3 separate regions of the Mus musculus genome follow, and all the other regions are linked to region 1. Evidence: chromatin contacts called from public HiCAR-type and HiChIP or PLAC-seq data. All regions are on one chromosome and are shown on one strand. Each heading gives the region's core, a stretch centred on a gene start, on an enhancer-like site or on the middle of the called end of the contact. The rest is flanking DNA. Distances are from core to core; before and after follow the strand shown.

Region 1 (3,936 bases), core at 851-3,350:
TCTGTTAAGGTGTCCATTCAAACATGTGCCTAGTCCAACACTTTATACATCTCAGTAAACTTCTGTATTGTTAAAAATGGCCGTTCTGAATTTTCACTGTCAGTTACATTTTTATGCATTTATCCACGAAAAGAAAATAAATGTGCTAGAAAAATAATTAGCTTTACATTTCTTTTCATATAAAGGACAGAGTGTAAATAAGTGGACATATATCATGAAAGGGGATTTAGCTTTTCATTTATGTATTTGCTTATTTAGTTTGAGGCAGGGCCTTATTATGAAGCTCAGGCTGCTCTTGGACTTGTCTTCCTGCCTCTGCTTACCACGCGCTGTGATTATAAGCCTGTGTCACCATGCCTGTCCTTTTCTGTAGTTTAAAAACAGGTTCCATTTATTAGTAATCTACTGATAGGGTTTGGTTGTAACTCCAAAGGTTCATGTGTTAAAGCCTGAGTTCCCAGTTGGTGTTCTACTGAATGGCGAGCAAAGCTCAGGGACTCATTTTCTCAATGACTCAGTCCATTCGTAAGTTCATAACTGAATCTTCTTTTTTTTTTTTTTTAAAGATTTTTTTTTATTTATTCATTATATGTAAGTACACTGTAGCTGTCTTCAGACACACCAGGGAGTCAGATCTCGTTACGGATGGTTGTGAGCCACCATGTGGTTGCTGGGATTTGAACTCTGGACCTTTGGAAGAGCAGTCGGGTGCTCTTACCCACTGAGCCATCTCGCCAGCCCATAACTGAATCTTCTATGATTAGGAGATGAGGGTTCGGAAGCTCGCTTTGGAAAAGTATGTCTTATCTCTGACCACTGCCTGTTCCCCTCTCTGCTTCCTGGTTGCTAGAAGGTAAGCAGTTTGTTCTCCATACACTTCCTGCTACTGTACCAGCTTCCTGCTACCTCTCCCAGCCTAAAAGACCACGGGTTGAACTCTCTAAAACTGTAAGCCCAAATAAGTCCTCAGTTCTCCTCAGATATTTTGTGTCAGTGGCAAACTGACACTTTATTAATTAATGAATGCCATCCTTAGGAACAATGGCCATTATCTTTTGGGGGGTTGGTGGAGGGGAAGAAGGGACCGTCTAGTATCCCCTGACATAGCAGCTGACTGAGATGGTGCTGCACACTAGCAAACCCATTCCAGGCTGGCAAACGCTCTGCTCGTTTTCCTGTCCCACACATTAATAAAGACACTAAGTTGTCTATCAGCTGTTGTCTGGTGCCTTGCTTGGTAACTACTAATGATCTCAACTAAGTTCTACCTTAAGTCTGCTCACGAGGCTTTTGTGGCTCAGAGAGATTAAGGGGCTTCTTCTGCCTCTACATGTGAATTAGGTTTTGAAAGCCCCACTGTATGTGTATCAAGACCTTTTCCTTTTTAGTGTTTTCTCTAAACCTCATGCTTAGAGATAATCAAGGCATAGAGGACATGTCATGAATATGTAAAGCAAATTTTCTTTATTCAGTCTTGTTAAGAGAAGCTGTAGTTTCTGTGGTGAAACCTGGAGTTATTAAAACCAGCTTGGGCTCTGCAGATCCCATTACACATATAAACTGTCATGGAGGAGCAGTGAAGGTTGTTGTCTCTGGGATCCTGGACACTTCTGCAGCAGCAGCCGTGGTACTGGGCAGCACCCTTCTGACAGGGGCAGTCTGACAGTCACAGCATAACTATACTCCTGGGTGTTTTATGAGAAGGACCACGCCTGGAAGGGCTGTGCAGTCAGGAAGTAATGGACAGAGTGAACAGTCAGGCTGTTGCTCATGACACCGACTGACAGCAGGAGGGTCCCCCTTTCATGCCACAGATATGCCCCTGAGGCATCTGCAGTACAGCTCCCTAGCCAGTGATGGGCTGGGCATGGAGCAGCTAAGTACTGGATTTGATCTGGGAGTGGGACCCCTTGTACCTGTGAGGCCTCGGGAATGACTGTTGGCAGCCATTTAAACAGGTGCTCCCAGCTGGGGAGAATTACACTCAAGAAGACCCGACAGGAAGCAAGCTGGCTTCCAATAGGCTACTCATCACACAGCTCAGCGTGGCTCAGGGGGAGTCCACAGGACTAGATAGGCATGTCAGCTGGATTCCTGCTTATGGTTGACCTTGAAACCTGGCATTCTACACAGGAGGGACATTGTCAGCCCCGGGAAAGCAAAGACTCTCCTGGAACTGTTTTTTACTTTCTCTAAGGAAGCCTGAGTCTCGTGATGAATTAGACTTAGAAATTTTCGGAGAAAAACAGTGAGCAAGGCCGAGGCCCCTGGATGTTATTTTGTGTCCCCTTAGGTTTTCATGGTCCTGGATTTATGGGAAGGAGAATTATAACCCAGATTTGACAGTCTCTCCCTTCAGGAGGGGGAATTAGCCTTTTAGTTTATGTCATTGAGCAATGCCTGGGTCCGCATATTTTCCACTGCAGCTGAGCACCATTGCCAGTCTGGGAAATCTTGCCCCAGGCATGTTTCACTTGGGGATTAAGTCACATGTACCCTATTCTTCAACCCTTGCCACCCTACTTGGGCCCCTCCCACTTCCTCCCCCTCATTTGTAAACCGTGAACCTTTTCATCCGGTTCTGTTTTACAAGCCAGACTTGTGCTCCTAGCTTTTATTCTTATGAAAATGGTTTCTTTGCAACATTGCATGCAGGCTAACAGGGCTGTGGAACTGCCAAGGGCAGAGGCTTGCAGTTTGCAGTTCCTCTGGGTAGCTTAATCCAGCCCCACTGGGAACAGATGTCTCAAAAGCCTTAACTTTTATGCTAGTTTTCATTCCTACAGACGTCTTGGGGATTCTGTGTATATGTGGTATATGTGTATGTGTTCAGGTGTATGTACATGTATGTGTGTGTGCATGTGTGTGTGTGAGTACATGTGGAGTCTAGAAGACTATTCTGGGCGTCTTCCTCAATCATTCGCCTTATTTATTTATTTAAAACTATATGTATGTGTGTATCTATGTTTGAGTATATGCGTGTGAGTGCATTTGCCCTTAGAGCCCAGTGGTGTTGGATTCCCTAGAGGTAGAACAAGTGGTTATGAGGCAACCAATGTGGGTTTTGGAACCCAACGTAGGTCCTCTGCAAGAGAAGTATGCACACTCCTCCCATGAGTCATATCTCTAACAACTACTTTATTTTTTGAGACAGGAACTTTGTTCTAGTTTTATTCTGTTGCTATTATAAACCACTGACCAAAGTCAAGTTGGGGAGCAAAGAGTTTATTTGGCGTACACTTCCAGATCACAGCCCATTATTGAGGGAAGTCAGGGTGTGAACTCAAAACAGGCAGGATGGAAGAATGTTACTGGCTCACCCTCTGGCTGGCTCACATCTGTTTTCTTATATAGCTGAGAACCACCTGCCTAGGGATGGTGATACCCACAGTTGGCTGTGACCTCTGGCCTAATTACTAATCAAGACACCATCCCGTAGACCTGCCCACAGGAGAATCCCATCTAGCCAATTCCTCAATCAAGGCTTTCCTCTCATAACTCTAGTGTGTCTAGTGGACAATTAGAGCGCACTAGGACAAGGTCTTTCATTGAACCAGGTGCTTCATGGTGTGGGTAGACCAGCTGACCAGCAAGCTCCATGATCCTCTGGTCCCCGTCTGTCCAGTGCCATTGTGCCTGGCTTTTTATATGGGACAGGGAATCCGAACTCAGGTCCTCACGCTTTTGAGGCACACACTTTACTGATTGAGCCATCTCTCTGGTCCCGGGATTCTTAACTAGGCTATAATGATCTCACTGCCTGGATAAAAGATAAAGAGTACCAGAAGAGGACAGAGGGATGTGTTCCGTCCCTGCCTTTTTGTCCTGGCCTCACACCTCCCTTACACCCATGGGGTGTGTTCCCGAATGCCTTTCTCCTGCTTGGCATTGAATTAGAAGTGCTACATCCAGCAGGAACTGGTACTGTTGGCTGCT
Region 2 (3,936 bases), core at 434-2,933, 160 kb after region 1:
AAGGGACCAGTTCCCATATAGGTTGTCCAGTCCTGAGTGATCAACCCTGCATTCATTACCAGCAATGCTAAATGAATTAAGTAGGTTGTATATACATGTGTGCATATTTACATATGCAAGTAACAATAGTAATTGAAGAAGAAGGAGGAGGAGGAAGGTCATGAACTGGGAAGAAAGGGTACATGGCAGGAGCTGGGGAAGTAAGGCACATGTAGTATTCACATATGAGGTTCTCAACAAAAAAGACAGGGAGGGGCACTTCATCCTCATCAAAGGGAAAACCTTCCAAGATGAACTCTCAGTTCTGGATATGTATGTTCCAAATGCAAGGGCAGCCACATTCATTAAAGAAACTATAGTAAAGCTCAAAGCACACGTTGCACCTCACACAATAATAGTGGGAGACTTCAACACTTCACTCTCATCAATGGACAGATCCTGGAAACAGAAACTAAACAGAGACACATTGAAACTAGCAGAAGTTATGAAAGAAATGGATTTAACAGATATCTACAGAACATTTTATCCTAAAACAAAAGGATATACCTTCTTCTCAGCACCTCATGGCACCTTCTCTAAAATCGACCATATAATTGATCAGAAAACAAGCCTCAACAGATTCAAAAATATTGAAATTATCCCATGCATCCTATCAGATCACCACAGACAAAGGCTGATCTTCAATAACAACATAAATAATAGAAATTCAACGTTCACGTGGAAACTGAACAACACTCTTCTCAGTGATACCTTGGTCAAGGAAGGAATAAAGAAAGAAATTAAAGACTTTTTAGAATTTAATGAAAATGAAGTCACAACATACCCAAACCTATGGGACACAATGAAAGCATTTCTAAGAGGGAAACTCATAGCTCTGAGTGCCTCCAAAAAGATACATGATATTTTCATCAGGCTTCTTTATTTTCTGAAGGAAAAAAATATCACTTTGTTTAATAGACACAGAAATCCTCCTGCCTCAGACTCCTAGTTGCTAAGATTATAGGTGAGAGCCACTGCACGTGGTTCAGAGGTCACTTAAAGTCACTTGAATTGTTCCACTTCTAAAACAGTTTATTTGATATGAAGCTATAAGCACACTGCTCATTCCTAAATAGTTTTTTCTTCTAATGAAAGAAACAGGGACACCCCAGTGGCTTAATTGTTGGTAGAGCTGTGAATTTGTTCAGTATTTTCTGTGAAAAATGAGTTGTAGAATGTGATATGTTAGCAAATTTTAAATTTTATTCTCATAAAATTTTATCTCTTTGAGTCATGTACTCTGAGAATGCTCAAAGGTGCATCAAAAGGCTACTAGCTGAATTCACTGCTAGATGAATTTTTAAAAATACATTTTAAAAATATCAAAGCACCATAAATGAGTTTTTATGAGTACATGTATTGAGCCTAGAGGCACCAATTTCAGACAAGTAATTGCATAAAAAAATGATCTTGTACCTGTGCAAGAACAGAGGGGAAATTCAGGGAGTCTGATGCTGGGTCTTGCAGTGGCTAAATGCTAGGATTATACAGCATACTCCTCAAGTTCAAACCCTGGCAGGCCACTGAGCAGGTCTCTATCCCATGGACTCTTTATTTACAGAGTGAGACAAAACAACAGCATCTCCCTCATGGAGTCATGAGAAGTCAATCTGTGACAGGCACAAGACACACCCCCTGCAGGGGAGGCCTCGGGTGTGGTCATGCATTTGAATGCTTTCTCTACTGAGGAGAACTGTGCATCTTTGTCTATCTACCCTCCCCCAGAAGAAAGCAACTATGAACTATGGACTGAATCTAATATCATCTGCCGCATTAAATCATTTCATTCAACACCACAAATATCCACAGGTTTCACCTTTGTCTCTTTTTTTTATGTTTTTAAATTTTTTATTAGATATTTTCTTTATATACATTTCAAATGCTATCCTGAAAGTTCCCTACTCCCGCCCTGCTCCCCTACCCACCCTCTCCCACTTCTTGGCCCTGCTGTTCCCCTGTACTGGGGCATATAAAGTTTGCAATACCAAGGGGCCTCTCTTCCCAATGATGGCCGACTAGGCCATCTTCTGCTACATATGCAGCTAGAGACACGAGCTCTGGGGGTACTGGTTAGTTCTTTTTTGGTTTTTCGAGACAGGGTTTCTCTGTATAGTCCTGGCTGTCCTGGAACTTACTCTGTAGACCAGGCAGGCCTTGAACTCAGAAATTCGCCTGCCTCTGCCTCCCAAGTGCTGGGATTAAAGGCAAGCGTCACCACGCCGGGCTCACCTTTGTCTCTTGAAACAAATGACTACCACTGTCATGGGGTGGCTTAAAACATGGTTTATCATCTTACATTTCTAGAACTCCCATATTTATTAGTTCCTGTGAGCTGGAGTAGAGATAAGCTTAATTAGGTGTGCTAGTTAAAGCTCTTGCTATCCTCTAAAGGCATCAGGCAAAAGCACTGTAACGGAGGAAGGGTCTATTCAAACAGACTCAGGCTGCAGTACAGTCCACCATGGCAGGGAAGGCATGGCGGCAGGAAGGAGAGTAGGAGGTCAGGCTTATCCACAGTTGGGAGGCAAAGAATGATGAATGCTAGTGTTCAGCTCACTTTCTTATGCAGTCCAGGACTTAAGCCATGGGATGGTGACACTCACACAGGGAGAGTCTTCCCACTTCAATTTAATCTAGTTACGATAACTGTCCCACCCCATTCATGGCCAAATGCTAATGAACATAGCCCTCTACAGTTGATCTTGGGGACTTGTTTCCTAGGTGATTCCAGATCTGCTCCAGCTGACAATTTACAGTGGCCATCACAGTCATTCAGTGTATTTATATGTGCTCCAAAATGCAAGGGGAAGCTCTTGAATACCCAGCATGACCTCTTCCAGTCCACCCTCATATCTCTGAAATGCTTAATGGATTCATGCTTTATGCAGTCGCCAGTATGATGTCACTGCCTCTTTATATGAGAAGTTTCTATTGCCAAGTGTCTACTATAACTTACACTATCTCGAGGGCTGGATTCTGTTTACATCTGTTTTCTGGAACCTCCTTCTCAAGTAAAACTAAAGACCACCATTACAGGGTGGAGCCCAGGATACAAGTAACTTGAAATGTTCCTGATAGATGGTTCATTCCCTGTTGTGTCTAAAAGCCCATGTATGTGAACATATCTTTCCCTTTACACACAGAATGGAACTATAATTTAAAAAATGGGAGTATAATTTCCTCCAGCTGCACACATTTGCTGAACCCTGCCTGTTTTCTTGTGTATAGAATGTGGACGTCTGTGGTTGAAATGTGCATCTTTTGTTTGTAGACATTGTTTTCTTTATATTCAGGAGGAATGGCTACAGGAGTCTGCATTTGACTGTAGTTCACAGACTCCTGCATCAAACTCAATAAGGAGGTCAACTTAATCAGTGTGTAACTTAATCACAGTGGCAGAGTTATAGGCTGTTTTAGATTATGAATCTTGAATGTATAGGCTATATGATTTGATTAGAATCATTCAATTTGGATATTTTCCCAGATTTCTTGTGTGATTACAATATGATTATATTTATTTATTTATTATTATATATAAATATATCTAAATATAACACGTCGTAGCAAATGAACAATAGGATTAATTCATGTGAATTACTGGTCTACTAGTTACTTTTATGCTGCTGTAATAATAAAACATTGTGGCCAAAGATTCCTTAAGATAGAGAGAGTTTATTACTTGCCAGGATTTTTTTTAGACTAGTACTGAGTGGGTAGGTCAGTTGTCAGTGTCTTTTAAGTTCCTTGATTTATTTGATATCTACTAGTTAGTTCTTACTGAGACTGATGGGAATTCTTTAGAAGAACTTACAGGAACATGATAACTATTTTTAGAGGTTTATCTTAAATGTGTTTTCTAGACAGTTACATATGGGTATGATAGGGGGCATTTCTTAT
Region 3 (3,936 bases), core at 861-3,360, 140 kb after region 1:
GTTATACCCCTTCCCTGTCTCTTCCTCCATGAGCCCCTCATTCCTTCCCCCTCCCCTTTGCCTCTAAGAGGTTTCTCCCCCACCTACCCACTTCCTCCTCACCCCTCTAGCATCCCCCTTCTCTGGGGCATCAAGCCTCCACAGGACCAAGTGCCTCCCCTCCTATTGATGCCAAATAAGGCAATCCTCTGCCACATATGCAGGTGGAGCCATGGGTCCCTCCATGTGTAATCTTTGGTTGGTGGTTTAGTTCCTGGGATTTCTGGGGGGGTCTGGTTAGTTGATATTGTTGTCTTCTTATAGGGTTGCAATCCCCTGCAGCTCCTTCAGCCCTTCCTTAACTATTCCATTGGGATCCCCAGGCTCAGTCCAATGGTTGGCTGCAAGTATCTGCATCTGACTTAGGTGCTGGAAGAGCCTCTCAGAGGACAGCTATATTAAATTCCTGTTTGCAAGTATATCTTGGCATCATCAATGGTGTCCAGGTTTGGTGTCTGCAGATGGAATGGATCACACAATGGGGCAGTCTCTGGATGGCCTTTTCTTCAGCCTTTGCTCCATTTTTGTCCCTGCATTTCCTTTAGACAGGGATGATTCTGGGTTAAAAGTTTTGAGATGGGTGGATGCCCACATCCTTCTATTGGGGGCCATGTCTATCGACTGGACTAGAGGTAGTCTCTTCAGGTTCTATCTCCCTGTTGTTGAGTGTTTTGGCTTATGTTATGCCCATTGAGTCCTGGAAGCCTCTTGCATCCCTGATGTCTGAGACTTTCTAGTGGTTCCCCAAGGGCCCCTCTCTCCACTGCTACTTATTTCTTTTCATTCTCGTGCCACTCTGGACTTTTTCTCCTGCCTCTTCCCAAACCTGGTCCTGCCCCTCCCCCATTTTTAATGACAGGTAAGGATTTCACACCCTAGTCACAATTTGCTACTCCTTTGAGCCTTGTGAAAGCTTGCACCAGGGGGTTCTGCTCTAGCAGACCTTCTCATGAATAATGCAATACCACAAGCCCCCTATTTCTTAGACCCTGATAAATTCTTGTATGAGTGTAACGTTGGTGTTCTTTTAAGTATCTGTGGAGAATCTCCATTTGTCAGAAGAATTCACCAACTTGCTTCTAATATGCAATGTAGCCTGCTATACCTGGCTGTAGTGAAGATTCCTGTCTCAGTGGGATTCCCTAACTCTTTCATGGTAAACCCACCTATTAGCTAGGCCATTGTGTTTGGGTTTGGGTAAGACTGGCTACTGTCCTAAGTAATCACTCTGCAGACTAGCCCTGAGCTATTCTAGCTCTGTTCTTTGTAATGCCTAATTAGTTTCACTGTCTCTACTAGAAGTAAATTTGAATGCTACTGAATAGATAACCTTCTCACTGCTTTCCAAGTTTGTTGGCTTCAAGGACTTTCTGGGACATTGGAACACTGGCGAAGGCTTAGCTATGTCAGAATTCAATCTAAAAAGGCACTTATAATAAGATAATACTAAAAGAGAGCACATGGATCCATACACCAGACTAACGCAGGGATAGGGTAAGAATATACGGGTTATGAGAATGCCAAAGTTCCAGGAGGTGAGTTTCCGTGAAACTCTTTGCCTCATGAGTGCTCCCAGGCCTCTCGGCCTGCCAAGCAAACTCCACTGGAGCGTGCGTAGCAATAAGTAGCATGCCCTGGGTATTCCCTATCTTTGCCTTCCAAGACTGGAATTACAGTCAGGCTATCACACCCACCGAGGGTTTACATGGGATCTGAAGTCAGGACCTCAGTATTGGGAAGCTCTAAACCACTGACGGTTTTCTCCCTATCCCAAAGTTGTCAGTATTTGACCCTTGAACCTGAATTTGCAGAACAGTCCAGTTGTGCTCTGGGTTTTCATGCTTCTCCTTTTCTAGATCTGAGAGTATGACTTAGCTGTGGTAGACACATGGCAGCCAGTGGAGCTGGCTTGGCAGGTTTTTCTCGGAAGAGCCAGAGAGTAAATATTTTAGGTATCTTGGGTCATGTTTTCTTCTCAACTCTGACATTTAGCCCCAGAGCAGCTGTAGACAGTATGCAAATAGATAAGCCTGGCTGTGAGCCTAAAAACTGTATTGATGGGCACAGAAATGTGTATTTCAGACATTTTGAGTGTAGGTGTTTATGTCTTGTAAGTGTGTGTGTGTATACACAGGTGGAGGTTAGAGGTCAAGGTCAGTTGTCTTTTCCTGTGGCTCTCCAGTTTCTTTTTGTGTCTAGGACCTCACTGAACCAGGAGCTCACTGGCTCACTGGCTGACTGTTCAGTGAGCTGGAAGGTTCCTCTAGGGGCTGCTCCCCCAGTGCTAGGATTTTAGGTGTGTGCTGCTGCCCCTAGATCTTCTGGGAATGTGGACTTCCTCCCTCCCTCCCTCCCCTCCCTCCCTCCCTCCCTTCCTGTTCCCCACCCCTCACACTCTTTGTATCTCTCTCTCCTCCCTTCTCACTTCTTCCCTTTCATTCCTCTGTCTCTTCCTTTCTCATTGGTTCATTTGTTCTTTGGCTTTGTTCTCCCTCCATTTCTGTCCTTCTAAGCCTGCCCAGCAAGGTGAATTTCTTCTGCTGCCCCCTCCTCTCTGCCTTGCTACAGAGTATATGGTCCTGTTCTCTCTGCTTTCTCTAGCCTGGAAAGTACGTGCTGGCAGAGACAACAACTCACCTGTCTCACCTCTCAGGAACTAACATATTTTTGAGGGAAGGAGACACTCAATAAATATATATTGATTTTTTTAAATTTCCTTTTATTCTTTAGAACCATGATAATACCGATATTCTGTTCTGACAGTTCATCAGTTCATTTGGCTTTGAAAAGATTCTCCTATACTCCCATAGTACACAGAGATTGCTTTCCTGCCTTGTGGAATTAATTGAATGTCTTTAGCTTGACTTGAATAAACACTTGTGGCTACAATAATGCTTAATTCTATGCTGATTGGCTATGTGTTTGGTGCAGTGCACTTGGAGTGATATTTAATTTACTACTTGATATAAAGCATGATTCTCCATTGCCATATATAATATAAAGAATAAAAGGCTGTACAGAAAAATTCTGAAGATAAATAATTTCAAAAGTTCACATAATTAAAATGCTAACATCTTTTGCTAGTATAATTTTCTAATATCTGCATAAAATATCTTAGCTGCAAACATTGGTATGTGATAATGAAGATCATGAAGTTACATATTAATACAAAATGGAGCAATCATTTTGAAAAATTGTTATTTCTGATAAAATTAAAGTTTTATGACATAGCCTGGAAATCCACTCTTGGTTATTATCTATCCAAGAGTTATGTATCTGCTTCTGCTCAGAGGCTTATGTGTTTAGGCATTTTTTTCCCCTCATAACAGCCTCAAATGGAGAAACAACCAAAATTGCCATCAGCTGACAAAGGGATATTATATAATTTTAAAAAATCAACTATTCATTTGTTTCTATAATGACTAGGATACTGTCACTCAAAGCCTCAAGTGTCTTGGCCATGGACTCTTAGCACTGAGTGACATCCTCAATTCTGAATTTATTAATCTATGTTAACCAGAATCATTAAATAGAAAGATCGAAGTAACACCCAACAAACAAAAACAACAACAGCAGCAACAACAACAACAATCCAAACATATGTCTGATGATAAGGTAGTTGAACAGGAAGGTTTGGCAGAGGTTGATGAGAATTTCTGTAGACAAGTGTAGATGTGTTTCTTCCCTAAAATAGATGAACACATTGAACTTTGCACTAAGTTAAATGTTAGTTAAATGATAGTAGGAAAGTCTGAAGCCCCATCAGATTGAGTACTTTAATTGGTAAAGTTTATTGCTTGTGAATTATACTTCAATAAAACTGATTTTAAAAAAAGTTTCAAGAATTATAAATATTAAAGCAAGAACAAACTTTTATTTCACAACATTGAAAGGAAA

The links. HiCAR-type assays count read pairs that join an accessible place to other places. HiChIP or PLAC-seq counts read pairs in DNA pulled down with a chosen protein or histone mark.
Region 2: a HiCAR-type map of embryonic stem cells shows a contact between it and region 1, with 2.3 times the contacts expected there. The contact joins two enhancer-like sites. A contact is called at or near these places in 2 of 484 Hi-C or Micro-C datasets (embryonic stem cells and nephron progenitors) and 3 of 115 datasets of contacts at active chromatin or transcription factors (embryonic stem cells and large pre-B cells).
Region 3: an H3K27ac HiChIP or PLAC-seq map of embryonic stem cells shows a contact between it and region 1, with 6 read pairs. The contact joins two enhancer-like sites. A contact is called at or near these places in 9 of 484 Hi-C or Micro-C datasets (brain and embryonic stem cells), 7 of 115 datasets of contacts at active chromatin or transcription factors (embryonic stem cells and large pre-B cells) and 1 of 9 other capture datasets (embryonic stem cells).

What each region holds. Positions count from the first base shown.
Region 1 is chr13:12,070,900-12,074,835 of GRCm38.p6, reverse strand. The region is part of intron 1 of Ryr2 (ryanodine receptor 2, cardiac); the gene reads left to right. Among named protein-coding and RNA genes, the nearest start is that of Ryr2, 34 kb to the left of the region's middle. Within about 2 kb of position 2,100, at least 34 of the 459 cell types and tissues checked have an H3K27ac peak or open chromatin away from gene starts, as enhancers often do. A contact at or near this core is called in embryonic stem cells, where this site is marked.
Region 2 is chr13:11,910,133-11,914,068 of GRCm38.p6, reverse strand. All of the region lies in intron 3 of Ryr2 (ryanodine receptor 2, cardiac), which reads left to right. Among named protein-coding and RNA genes, the nearest start is that of Ryr2, 190 kb to the left of the region's middle. Within about 2 kb of position 1,683, at least 6 of the 459 cell types and tissues checked have an H3K27ac peak or open chromatin away from gene starts, as enhancers often do. A contact at or near this core is called in embryonic stem cells, where this site is marked.
Region 3 is chr13:11,931,830-11,935,765 of GRCm38.p6, reverse strand. The region is part of intron 2 of Ryr2 (ryanodine receptor 2, cardiac); the gene reads left to right. Among named protein-coding and RNA genes, the nearest start is that of Ryr2, 170 kb to the left of the region's middle. Within about 2 kb of position 2,110, at least 17 of the 459 cell types and tissues checked have an H3K27ac peak or open chromatin away from gene starts, as enhancers often do. A contact at or near this core is called in embryonic stem cells, where this site is marked.